Regions from separate parts of the Macaca mulatta genome. Here region 2 is linked to region 1. A link is a contact called in public Hi-C data. All regions are on one chromosome and are shown on one strand. Each heading gives the region's core, a stretch centred on a gene start, on an enhancer-like site or on the middle of the called end of the contact. The rest is flanking DNA. Distances are from core to core; before and after follow the strand shown. Region 1 holds the start of ISCU (iron-sulfur cluster assembly enzyme). Region 2 holds the start of UNG (uracil DNA glycosylase).

The links. A called contact is a pair of places that touch in the nucleus more often than the background predicts.
Region 2: a Hi-C map of fetal cortex germinal zone shows a contact between it and region 1, with 4 times the contacts expected there. The contact joins the promoter of UNG here to the promoter of ISCU in region 1. A contact is called at or near these places in 3 of 14 Hi-C or Micro-C datasets (fetal cortex germinal zone, fetal cortical plate and liver).

What each region holds. Positions count from the first base shown.
Region 1 is chr11:115,688,345-115,694,586 of T2T-MMU8v2.0, reverse strand. ISCU (iron-sulfur cluster assembly enzyme) reads right to left here and starts at 3,552. Exons shown (of 5, transcript NM_001261474.1): 1 at 3,386-3,552; 2 at 1,763-1,876; 3 at 759-869. The coding sequence starts at 3,499. It overlaps SART3 (spliceosome associated factor 3, U4/U6 recycling protein), which reads left to right and starts at 4,921. Exons shown (of 19, transcript NM_001257555.1): 1 at 4,921-5,243. The coding sequence starts at 4,932. LOC144333019 (a long non-coding RNA gene) reads right to left here. Exons shown (of 2, transcript XR_013401325.1): 2 at 4,918-6,242.
Region 2 is chr11:116,227,933-116,234,245 of T2T-MMU8v2.0, reverse strand. It overlaps UNG (uracil DNA glycosylase), which reads right to left and starts at 2,683. Exons shown (of 6, transcript XM_015152724.3): 1 at 2,460-2,683; 2 at 1,639-1,845. The coding sequence starts at 2,591.

The sequences.
Region 1 (6,242 bases), core at 2,303-4,802:
TCCTCCATGACTCAGCTCCCTGCACCTGGTCCCTTGGGGCAGCAAAGATGAGTGCCATGATGGTTGGCTTTTCTGAGAGGTTCTGACAGCAACTGGATTTTAGAAAGTCCAGCTCTTCACTGCTTTTGGGACCTTTGACCTCTGCAGCTACCAGGGAAAGACACTTCGGAGAGAAAGGGATGAAAGAGAAGTTCTAGCTCTTTATTATCTCTGCCTTTAGAGGGCTTGTGATCAGCCACCTGGATCACTGTTCTGATTTCGTTGTTCACTTTGCCCCTACCCTTGCTGTGTTTTTGATTCTTTAATCCCTCTTTTAACACACGCTAGTTTATTTCACCAATCCTTGTAAGCCACCTAGAACCCTTCCTGAAACATGAGAGGAAATAAGCAAGAAAATAACTACCATATAACAACTCTCTGACTTGACAAATTATAAGAGTATTGGTAACCTTAGAGAAAGCCAAAGATTTCTTCTAAATTCTATTTTGTTAGAGGGACAGGTGAGGATCTTTTTTGTATGTAATTAACACCCAAACAAACAAACAAAATGATCAACAAGAAAAAAACCCAAACATCATCTAGAATGATCTATAATTCCCAATTTGAAGAATTAATATAATCAACATCTGTATAGCAGAAACTTTAAAAATTCAGAATATTAAAAAAAAGTTATGGTTGTTTTTGACCCATTAGACCCGTCAAGAGACAGGCTTGGGGTGAATGCAATTTCATTCTGTCAGATTTGTGAGCAACCTTACCGTCTTTCCTTTCACCCATTCAGTGGCTAATGAGCTGGAGGCAATTGCAGAACCACAGCCAAATGTTTTAAACCTAGCATCCACAATTTTCCCCTTTTCATCCACTTGAATCTAGAAAAGAGACAAGAGTTAAGTGGTGAGTCCTAGGACCACCCTCTGGAACTTGGCACTCACGAAGTTTCATTGGGGCCTTCCCCAAGGGCTTTGGGCTTGCTTTCCATACTAAGTGATGGTATTAATTACTGATTTTGCCTTGTTTCAGAGAGCTCAGTGATGAAAAGTGAAATGCAGGGACAACTATCCAGGCCCAACTGACAAAGATCAGCTGAAAAATATGTTCCTCCACCCCAATATTATTTTGTTTTGCGACTCTGGCTTGCATTTTGGCTATGAACTTCTATTTGAGGCAGTCTGCTCACAGCTGCTGGGGCAATCTGCCTCTTAAACACTGAGAGAGTACACAATAAAGGTCTCTGGTTAATACTTTTTTCTTGGGCAGCAGATTATACTTAGTGGTTTCCTCCTGTTTTGTTTCTGTATTCCAAGATAGGTATGAAGATCTCTGGCAAGCTGCCCACTCACCATGAAGCAGCAGATTGGCGCTACAACAACAGTTTACCCAAAGCACTAGACACTATCTTCATGTTGCTCCCAATCTGGGGACAGGTTTAATTTACTGTGTTTCTTATCTCATTGGGGACTGCTAGCTCACTGGGATTTTCCTTTGATCAGTAAAATTTACAAAACTCTTTCGTTGGCTGAAGTTGGAATTTAAACTTATACAGTGAGTACAAAAATGAGATTACTTTTCTATTTCGGAAAAAGTCGGCATAGTACACTAGCCTAGCAGGAGAGCTACGATTGAGGCCCTGTTCCAATCATGTCTAACATGGACTCATCCCATCTCACAGGAATAAAGATGGAGACCGAGTGAAATGCTGTATGTGCAAGTGCTTTGTAAACTTAAAGGGATTATTGTTATCACTATTAAAGACTAGCCATACCTGTAATTTCATTACGTCACCACATGCTGGAGCCCCCACCAGTCCAGTTCCAACATTTTTAGATGTCTTGTCAAGGGACCCCACGTTTCTAGGATTTTCATAATGATCAACAACCTAAAATGAGAGGGTTAAGATAAATCGTGTTCACTCTCTATTGGTGCTGGTCTCTGGTATGGTGGCAAGCTCCTGGAAGTCAGCATCTTGAACCTGGCAGGCAATCACCAAATTTCACCTGAGTAGAAAGGTCTACACTCATGTCAGTGAGAACCATTTGTGACCCCCAATTCCTTTTGTGTCTCCTCTACAACTACTTCACAGATTAGCGACACCTAGAAGAAAAAAATATCAGTGAAATCATGTCTTAATTCCATAGGGTTTTTACAAAAATACTTGACTTTTACCCACCTACATCACCAGACTTGGGCTCAAACAGCAGTTTTGTTATTTTCAAATAAAAACTATCCTCAAAGGATGATTACTATTTAAAAATTCTAAAAATAACTATGGCCCAGGAAGGGAAAACTTTTAGAAGCCTTAAGGTGACTGTTACACAGAGAACAATGCTATGGAATGTGTACGTTTATGTGTCTTTCAAAATAAAAACAGTGCCATTACCGTATTTCAGAGCCTGTCATCACCCTGGTGCAGCAGCGCACCCTGGCTGCTGAAAGGCTGCTAGTCCAAGTTTCCTCGGGGTGTACCCTCAACGAAACACACCGCCGGGAGGGGGAGGAGTGAAGAAGCCCTTGGAGAAAGGGCAGAGGCCAGATCAGAATCAACATCTATTCGAACTGGCACACAGAAGGCCTTAATGTGGTTACTGGTTAGTAGTAAGCACCCCGATCTTCCAGTCCCCTTTTCCTCCCCATCTAAGGATTTTGACTCCAAGTAAAGGCCCCTATAGGATAGTATCTAACGGAGGGACTTTTTGTGCCACGTTGATTTATTCTGTTTCTAGAGTGGCAGTCTCACGTCTGGGGGACTTTGCGTCACCAGACAGCAAGGGGCTGCAAACTATGCATCTATCCCTCCTTCCCCGCCAAAAAAACCCCCAAAACAAAACAAAAACACTACGCATGTTGGTTACAAGTCTGACTCCCCTATGCACTCCTAAAGCAGTAACAAAAACGGTCTCCTCGTGCTGGGGCCTATGTGCCAGGAACCATGACAGGACTCCATGCACAGTATCCTTTGTAAGAGACAGCTGAGAGTCCTCATTTACACCTGGGGAAACAAGTTCAGAGAGGCGCAGTGACTAGCGCAAGGTCATCTGGCCAGGGCAGCAGCGTGGCTGAAGCCGGAGCCCGCTCCGGGGGTGTGTCTGTCAATGGACTGTAAAAGACAAGTCCCAACAGGACCCTGCCTCCTGGGCTGTTGGCGAATTTAAAGTTGGGACGCACGAAGTCGCGGCCAGCGGCGGGGCCCCCTGGAAGTCGCAGCCCGATAAGCGGTAACTGTTGTTTATCAGTTGCAGTGAGCCTCACTGCGTAGCAAGGGAAAGTGAGTCAGGGGAAAGACGTGGGAGGCGACAGCTAGTCCTGGCTGCGTAGAACCCCGCGGCCGCCGCTCCAGCCCAGGCCTCCCCCGAGTCGGCATTCCGCGTGTCCCCTCGTTTGTCCCTACCTTCTTGTGATAGAGTCGGGCCGGGGCCGATAGCTCCCGGGCGGGCAGGCGGGGGCTCCGGAGCAGCAGAGCCGACGCTGCCCGCCTCAGACGGCCAGCTCCAGCTGCCGCCATCTTGCCGGCTTGCGCCTGCGCCAGTCCAGAGCGATGCCGAGGGGCGGGGCGCGTCTGCGAGTCGGCGCCGAGCTGGGAGCGCGCCTCTCTGGCGTCACCGAGGCTTTGCGCCTGCGCCTTACCGTTCCGTGCAAGCCTCCGCCCTGTGGCCCCGCCTTGACCACGCCTCTCGGGGGCGGGCGGGGTCGGGAGCGGGAAGGTCTGAAGTCGCTAGAGGGCTTGTCCTGGGTGCTGGATTCTGGTTGAGAGAGGATCTCAGGCTTCTGCAGTGTGGGAATGCGGCGCAGAGGACCACTGAGTCCACTTTTCCTAACCCTATTTTGCAGCTAAGGAAGCTGAGATTCAGGGCAGTTTGGTCACTCCGTCCAAGGTCGCTTAGGGCTTAGGTTCAATTAGAATTCGAACTTGGGTAGTCCTGGGTTAGAATCCTGGTTCGGTTCCTTCCTGGCTGTGTGTCCCTAGACAAATGGTACCGGCTTGCTAAGTCTGAATCTTCCCTTTTGTATTAATTCGAGGACAATTCCTTCATCATGAAGCCAGCATCTGTGTCGAGTACCTACTATGTGTCAAGGCACTCTACTAGACCCGGGGATCCAACAGAAAGCAAAACAGACGTAATTCCTGCCTATTAAGCTTGCTAATGAGGGAGCAAGGTAGAGATAGAGACACACTCCAGTACTTGCCTACCTCAACAATGGGAAGCTTAAGAAGGAAACGAACACCATGTCCTGATTGAAAAAAAATGAGTATATGTCTATTTTTCTCTCTAAAACAACAGCAAATTCAATTTATATGTCGGTGCCTAGCAATTAAGAATTTCTAAAGAAATGCGTATTTACTGTTGGTTTGCAGTATGTGAGCTTATAAAACCGGAAAACTCAAGTGTATTTAACGCCTCCTAGGTACCAGATGTTTACATAAAGGGGAAGAATTTCTTTGGGAAATGGATTTTTCTCTTGAATGGTGAAATCGATCCTTCCCCGAGGACCTGCAGTTTTCTTTGCGTTTGAGGTGCAGTTGCTGGGGAGACTAAACCCAAGCGCCAGGTCACGCTAGGCGATAAGTAAGGTATTTTTTCTAAGAATCACTTTGACCTTCTCAAGATGGCGCCAAATTCTTTACTACAGACACCACGCTCGCTCCATGACTTCCTCTATGGCCTCCACTTCCTGCCCAAAGACCCAACTTCTGTCCGAAGTTGTGACGGAACGTATGCCATGATAATGAGTTTTTTCTCTGGTGGGAGTTTTTACAGGGGTATAAAATAAAATGAATTTAGTGTATTTGGAGATTTTCTCGTTATCTAAGGTTCCCAGTTTCCCTTTCAGTGTCAAGAAAACGGGCTTTTGATAAGGCGCGCGCCGCGGGCAGCTTCTGCCTCAGCGGGTCTTTGGCGGCCGCGGGAAGACCCGAGAGTCATTAGAAGCGCAAGATGGCGACTGCGGCCGCAACCTCGGCTTCAGAACCTGAGGCTGAGTCCAAGGCTGGGCCCAAGGCTGACGGAGAGGAGGATGAGGTTAAGGCGGCGAGGACAAGAAGGAAGGTGTTATCGCGGGCTGTGGCCGCTGCGACATACAAGACCGTGGGGCCAGGGTGGGATCAGCAGGAGGAAGGCGTGAGCGAGAGCGATGGGGATGAGTACGCCATGGCTTCCTCCGCGGAGAGCTCCCCCGGGGAGTACGAGTGGGAATATGACGAAGAGGAGGAGAAGAACCAGCTGGAGATTGAGAGACTGGAGGAGCAGGTGGGCCCGGGGGTGGGCAGCGGGCACCTTCCAGTCTTTCAGGTCCTCAGGTCCCCGTGTCCTGGCCCGCCTCCCTAGTCCTCGGCGGCCATAAAGCCGCCAAGGCTGCAAACCCCTTTTTCATGACCGTAGCTCCTGTCATTTGAGTGCTTACTGCGTGCCCGGTGCTTTGCAAATGTTATCCCATTGAATCCTCCTCACCACCCTGTGAAGGAAGCCCTGTTATCTATCCCCATTTTATTGGAGGAAACTGAGGTTCGTGGAGGAAAGTCTCTTGCTCAAGATAATACTTCCTGCAAGTCAGGCCTCGTACTTTGATCCCATTCCAGAACTCCCCCTCGTAGCCACACGTCCAACAGTAGAAATACACTCGTTCACAAGAGACTGTTACTTTGTTGTGTAGGAATGACGGCGGTGATGAAACTTGTGGTAGGAAAAATATTGACCGCGATGGTGATAATAGAAATGGAAAGGTTTGCTGGTTCTGGAGGTTAAGGCCTCAGTTCTAGCTGTTCCACCCTTGTATGTCCTTGTGAGAATTTCTTAATTTCTCTGATCCTCTCGGCTTCCTCATCTGCAGATTGGGAGCAACAATGTCTGCATAATATAATTGTTGTAACAGTATCTATAGTCCAGTGCCTAGCATCTAGTCATAACATGGTCTTTCGTTTGTAACCTTACGAGGTGGTGATATCTACTGTATAATCCAGGATCTCAGCAGGAAATAGGTGGCACATTTAGATTAGGATGATCTGAGAGAAAGTAAGGGTGTGGGTAGGGAAATCAGGAGTGAAGGTTTAGTATCCCATGGCTAGTAACTCCAGAACCTGGTGTCCATCTTTGGGCCTGAAGGGGTGAAGGGAATGATCTGAGTTGTGTAGAGAGGGCACCTGAGACCTGCTGATAACTTTGTTCAAGGGATGCAGCCCCAGTTTCCTGTCAAGGATTGGGGTGGGGGAAGAAATACCTTGACCTCCCTTTCTTCCTTCCACCAAACTT
Region 2 (6,313 bases), core at 1,434-3,933, 540 kb before region 1:
ATTACAGGCATGCGCCACCATGCCTGGCTAATTTTGGTATTTTAGGAGACACCAGGTTTCATTGGCCAGGCTGGTCTTGAACTCCTGACCTCAAATGATCCTCCCACTTTGGCCTCCCAAAGTGCTGGGATTACAGGCATGAGCCACTGTGCCCAGCCCCACGGACTTTTGAACATGAGATGGACAAGAGCTGCCAACCAGCAACTGTTATATAAGACAAACTAAAGCAAAGGGATCTGTTAACAGAACCACAAAACTATTCAGGCCAGAAAATCAAGAGCTTGAAAGTGCTAACTATAAGGCAGTGTGGTCAGGTCAAGGTGGGGTTGACTATAACAAGCTGCAAAAGATTTAACTGCTTTGTGTGTCAGTCTGAACTTCATCACCACCATAGTATCTAACACTGAGGGAGGTTAGTTTCAGGATTTAAAAAAAATACAAGAAATAAGAGCACAGGATGTACATAGTTCTCCTTTTTGCCGCATAAATAGCATGTGGTAAACATTAAAAAGAGTAAATACAGGCTGAAACACAGTCAGCCAAACCTCACAATTTCAGTGTTTTATTTACTACTGAATGATGGACTGTGGCTTAACTCCAGTGTCCCTAATTTAAAAATACTAGTTGACTCCTTCTCCCCAATAAAAATCATCAAGTTGTACTTACATCTCTTATGTCACACATCTGGGTCCAGGTGAAGACTTGGTGTGAGGGTGGATAAACAGTGTAATGCTTTCTTTCTTCTGCAACAAATCCCATTAGCTGATTTAAAGATAAACTAGACTTAAAATCAGATTCTCACTGGAGGCCATAAGAATTAAACAAGAAAGCTTCTAGTGCAAGTTATTTGGAACATCATTAGTTCTTTGTCGTGTTTTATGTCCAAATTCTTTTAAAAAAACAACCAACAAGGCCGGGCGCGGTGGCTCAAGCCTGTAATCCCAGCACTTTGCGAGGCCGAGACGAGCGGATCACGAGGTCAGGAGATCAAGACCATCCGGGCTAACACGGTGAAACCCCATCTCTACTAAAAATACAAAAAATTAGCCGGGCGAGGTGGCGGGCGCCTGTAGTCCCAGCTACTCGGGAGGCTGAGGCAGGAGAATGGCGTAAACCCGGGAGGCGGAGCTTGCAGTGAGCTGAGATCAGGCCACTGTACTCCAGCCTGGGTGACAGAGCGAGACTCCGTCTCAAAAATAAAAAAACAAAAAAAAACCATCACCAACAAAAACAGTGCCTGCCTGCCCCCCGCTCCCCCAAGTGGTTCAATCAGGCCAATTCCCTGCCTTTTTTTCTGGGCTGGGTCCTAACAGTGCCACTCCTCCCGGCTTTTTAAAGTTCAAGCCAGGTTTCATTCAGGATGGTTGGTGGTTTTACTATGCCAGCCTTTCCTGGACAATAGACTATGTGACTTAAATGAATCCATGATACCATCTCACGGGTCGTTAGCAACTTTAACCAATATAAAGGTGCAGACTGAAACATCATGGCTTTCTTTTACCCCCTTTGTGAGTAAAGGACGTTGAAGGGAGTACAACCTAAGCCTATGGAAACATGAACTTCGCCGGCCGCAGTAACAAGACAAAGGGCCGGAAGCCTCCACATTTACCCTTATGGAAGATGCATTTCCATATTTACCTTGATAAAATACGGTTTTCCGAACTCCCCGCTGAGGTGCTTCTTCCAGCTCTCCCCAAAGCCCACGGGCACGTTGCGGGCCGCAAGTCTGAGCAGGGCCGCGGCCTTGTTCCTCTGGATCCGGTCCAACTGCTCAGCACTCAGCGGCGAGGAGGGCGGCGTCCCGGGCTCCTCCTGCGCGGCCGGGGCCTTCTTGGGGGGGTTGGCCTGCAAGGGGTCCCCGCAGAGGCGGCTCAAGAGCTGCAGAGGCCGCTTCCCAGGAGTCCGCAGCTTCTGGCCCAACCCCCACGGCCCAAGGCAGAAGACGCCCATTAGTGGAGCAGGTCGCAGCAAAATCGGACAATAGGAGCCCAGGACTGGGCCCAGTCCGGGAATTGGGAATTAGATTCTAAACCGGAGCGGGGAGTGGGGCTGGGAAGCGGCCCCGCGGAGCATCAAGGAGACTGCGGACCCAGTACCGAGGTGCCCCGCCCCGCCAGACCCGCCCCCCACAGCCCCACGTGGCCTTTTCGCGGCAAAAAAACTCCCTCTGGGGTCCCGCCCCCTCTCCCCTCTGACTGGACAGCGCACCGAGCCAGGCGGGCCTGCGGCGCGCGGATTGGCACCATGGGCGCCGAGGCGCGTCCCCATTGGCTGATCCCTCAGCATGGCGGCCCATGGGGGACAGCGGCGGCTGTTTTGAACACGTGGAGGCTATTTGGAAAGCGGGGCCCCGGTTTACCGAGTTAAGAGGCGCGCTGCTGCACGCCCTCAGTCAGGCGGGACCCACCGCCTTCCTCCCTCTTTACCCCCCCAAGTCCCGGCCCCACGCCGCGCCTCACCGCCGCATCTCTGTTCTCCTCAGGCACGGCCGCCACGCCAGTCCCCAGGACGGCCGGCTCGGGGCTGGGGGCGCGTCGCTTCCTGGCGGGGCTAGGGGAGAAGAAGGAGTAGAGCGTCTTCTGGCCGATCATCCCGGAGCCGAGGCAGCGAACGCGCACCACCCGGGAACCTGCGAGGCTGGCCCTGGCTGTGGCGGTCAGCAATTGGCGCCAAGCGGCCCGCGCATGCTCCGAGCGGGGGGCTTTGCTGGGGGCGGGGGGCGGGGGGCGGTGGAAGGCCCAGTGCGCATGTGCGGGAGGGGCTGGAGTGCAATGCCCCTGGGAGGAGGTGGGGCGTGCAACGGTGCCCGCGGGCCTATTCATTCATGCCCTCGACCCACCTCTGCCCTTTGGAAAGGCTCTCCAGGCTCAGCTGCAAGACGAAAAGACTGGCCGGCCGCGGTGGCCCACGCCTGTAATCCTAGCGCTTTGGGAGGCTCAGGCGGGAGGATCGCTTGAGGCCAGAAGGTTGGAGCTGTAGTGAGCTTTGATCGCGCCATTGCACTCCAGCCTGGGCGACAGAGCGAGACCCTGTCTCTGGGGATAGGAGGGAAAAAAAGTACCTGGCCCTTAAGGGTGTTGTTGGAGTGCAATGAACAATATAATAGTATTGTCCGGGCTTGACGGCTCACGTCTGTAATCCCAGCACTGTAATCCGAGGCGTCTCAAAAACAGAAACAAACAAATACTATTATATTTTTTGTGTGTGTTTTGTTTTTGAGACAGTCTCGCTCTGTCACCCAGGCTGGAGTGCAGTGGTGTGATCTTGGCTGACTGCAACCTCTGCCTCCCCAATTCAAGTGATTCTCGTGCCTCAGCCTCCCCAGTAGCTGAGATTACAGGCGCACGCCGGCTGAGTTTTGTATTTTTTAGTAGAGACAGGGTTTCACCATGTTGGCCAGTCTGGTCTCAAACTCCTGACCTCAGATGATCTGCCCACCTCGGCCTCCCGAAGTGCTGGGATTACAGGCGTGAGCCACGATGCCCTGCCAATAGTATTTGTTGAACTGTTACATACATTATCTCACGCAATTTTCATGGCCTATTTTATGACAATAAACTAAGGCTTAGCACAAACATTTTGCCTAATGTATCAGGCTTGTGGGAGACTTTCGAGTCACAGAGGTTAAACCCCAATGATTTGTCCTCCAAATGACACCACTGTACAGCACCTCCTCCCCACCACTACTAATATGCTTAGGATTCTCTTTCCTTCCCTTACATCCAAACCATCCATATCTCCTTTTGGTTCTTTCTCCAAAGAAAATCTCAAATTCAACTGCTGCTCTTGCATTTCCTGGCTACAGAAGACCAGATGGGAAGCTGGTGTTCTCTTTTCTAGAGAGAGATTTTTACATCATGACAATACTCTGGGCCTGGCCCAGCTCGGTGGCTCACGCCTGTAATCCCAGCACTTTGGGAAGCCTACAGGGGCTTATTGCTTGAGCACAGGAGTTTGAGACCAGCCTGGCAAACATGGTGAAACCCCGTCTCTACTAAAAATACAAAAATTAGCCAGGCGTGGTGGCACGCACTTGCAATCCCAGCTACTCGGGAGGCTGAGGCAGGAGAATCACTTGAACCCAGGAGGCGGAAGTTGCAGTGAGCTGAGATCGTGTCACTGCACTCCAGCCTGGGCGACAGAGCAAGACCCTGTCTAAAAACAAAAAAAGGAAAAAGAAAAAAAGGCAATCCTCGGGTTAAAACCCTTCTACGGTTTTCAAATAGGCTTAGAATAAACCCCAGCTTCCTACCCAGGTCTCAATGCTGCTTCCTCTCCGGCGGAAGCCCCCACTACTGAGTTCAGCTCCCAGCACATTTGCTGGACACACCCAACTTGTCCCTCTGTGGCCTGTACACTCTTGCACTCACCATCCCCTTGCCTGGAAAGCCTCAGGTCTCCGCTCAAGATCTTTCTCTGAAAAGGTCTTCTCCTCCTGCCCCACTTCCTAGCCCATCGCTCTATAACTGCTATACTATACAAAAGCATCGTATTTATTTATTCTTTTTATACAGTTTCTTTAGAGACAGCATTTTATTTATTCTTTCCTTGTGTGTTTCTGTCTCCATCCCCAAAATGTAACCTGAGTGAGGAAAGGAACTCGCTCCTTGTTGCTGGTGTGTCCCGGTGCCTAGGACGAGAAGCTGAAGTCTAAGAGAGAGAGGCTCAAAGCTGAAAATCATTTGCCTTTAGAGCCACTTTGAAAAACAGTTCCACAGTTTTGTATACAGGTAAACATACACTTACCATGTGACCCAGCACTCCCACGCCTAAGCATTTACCCAAGGGAGATGGAAATCTGTATTCACACAAAAGCTTGTATGTGAATGTTTATAGTGATTTTACTCATAGTAGCCTAAAACCAGAGAAACAACCCTATGTGGGGCCTACTCCCGTGGGGCATCCCTTCCATCCAGTAATAAAAAGGAACAAATAAGTGATACAAATGTGGGTATATGACTGGGCACAGTGGCTCATGACTGCAATCCCAGCAGTTTGGGAGGCCAAAGCAGGCGGATTGCTTCAGCTCACCAGCTGAAGACCATGGAGACTAGCCTGGGCAACATGGCAAAAACCCATCTCTACAAAAAATACAAAAATTAGCCGGCTGTAGTGGTGCATGCCTGTAGTCCCAGCTACTTGGGAGGCTGAGGTGGGAGTGGAGCCTGGAAAGTGGAGGTTGCAGTGAGCCGAGATCATGCAACTGCACTCCAGCTTGGGCGATAGAGCCAGACCTTGTCTCAAAAAAAAGGTGAGGGAGGGTGGCATAAATCAATCTCAAAAGCAATATGCTCAAGTGAAAGAAGTCCCACAAAGGCTATATATTGTAGGATTCCTGTCTCAGTCTGTTTTCTGTCTCTTAGATTACCTGAAACCAGGTAATTTATTGACAAAAGGAATGTATTTCTCATAGAGGCTGAGAGGTCCGAGGTGTTGAGGGGCTGCATCTGGTGAAAACCCTCTTGCTGGTGGGGACTCTGCTGAGTCCTGAAGCCGTGCAGGACATCACATCGCGAGGGGCCTGAGTGTGCTAGCTCAGGTCTCTCTTCCTCCTTTTATAAAGCCACCAATCCCACTCCCATGGTAACCCATTAGTCCATTAACCTGTGAGTCCATTAATCTAGTCATTCATTTATGAGGACAGAGCTCTCATGTCCCAATGGCGTCTTCAAGGCCCCACCTCTCAATACTGCCACATTGGGGATTAAATCTCAACACGGCTTTTGGAGGGACAGATATTCAAACCATGGCAAGTCCATGTATATGAAATTCTGGAAAAGGCAAAACTACAGGGAGAGAAGACGGATCAGTGGTTGCTGAGGCTGGGTGATGCGGCAAGTTGATCAATAAGAGGCTGGAGCAGTTTTATGGAGGGATGGAACTGTCCTAGATCTTGACTGTGGTGGTGATCATACAATATTGTACATCTGTTGAAATCTGTCAAAACAAAGCCTCCGATCTCATGGAGCTTTCGTTCCATTGAGGGGAGACAGAGAGTAAATAAAATTTGGAGCCGGTTGTGGTGGCTCATGCCCATAATCCCAACAATCTGGCAGGCCCAGGTGGGAGGATCACTTGAGCCCAGGAGTTTGAGACCAGCCTGGGCAACATAGCAAGACCCCATCTCTACTAAAAATCATTAAAAAAAAAAAATTAGCTGGGTGGGGTGGGATGTGCCTGTAGTCCCAGCTACTCCAGAGGCTGAGACGGGAGGATCGCTCGAACCCAGGAGTTCAAGGCTGCAGTGAGCTATGATCATGCCATTGCATTCCAGCTTGGGCAACAGAGTGAGATCCTGTCTCAAAAAAACAAA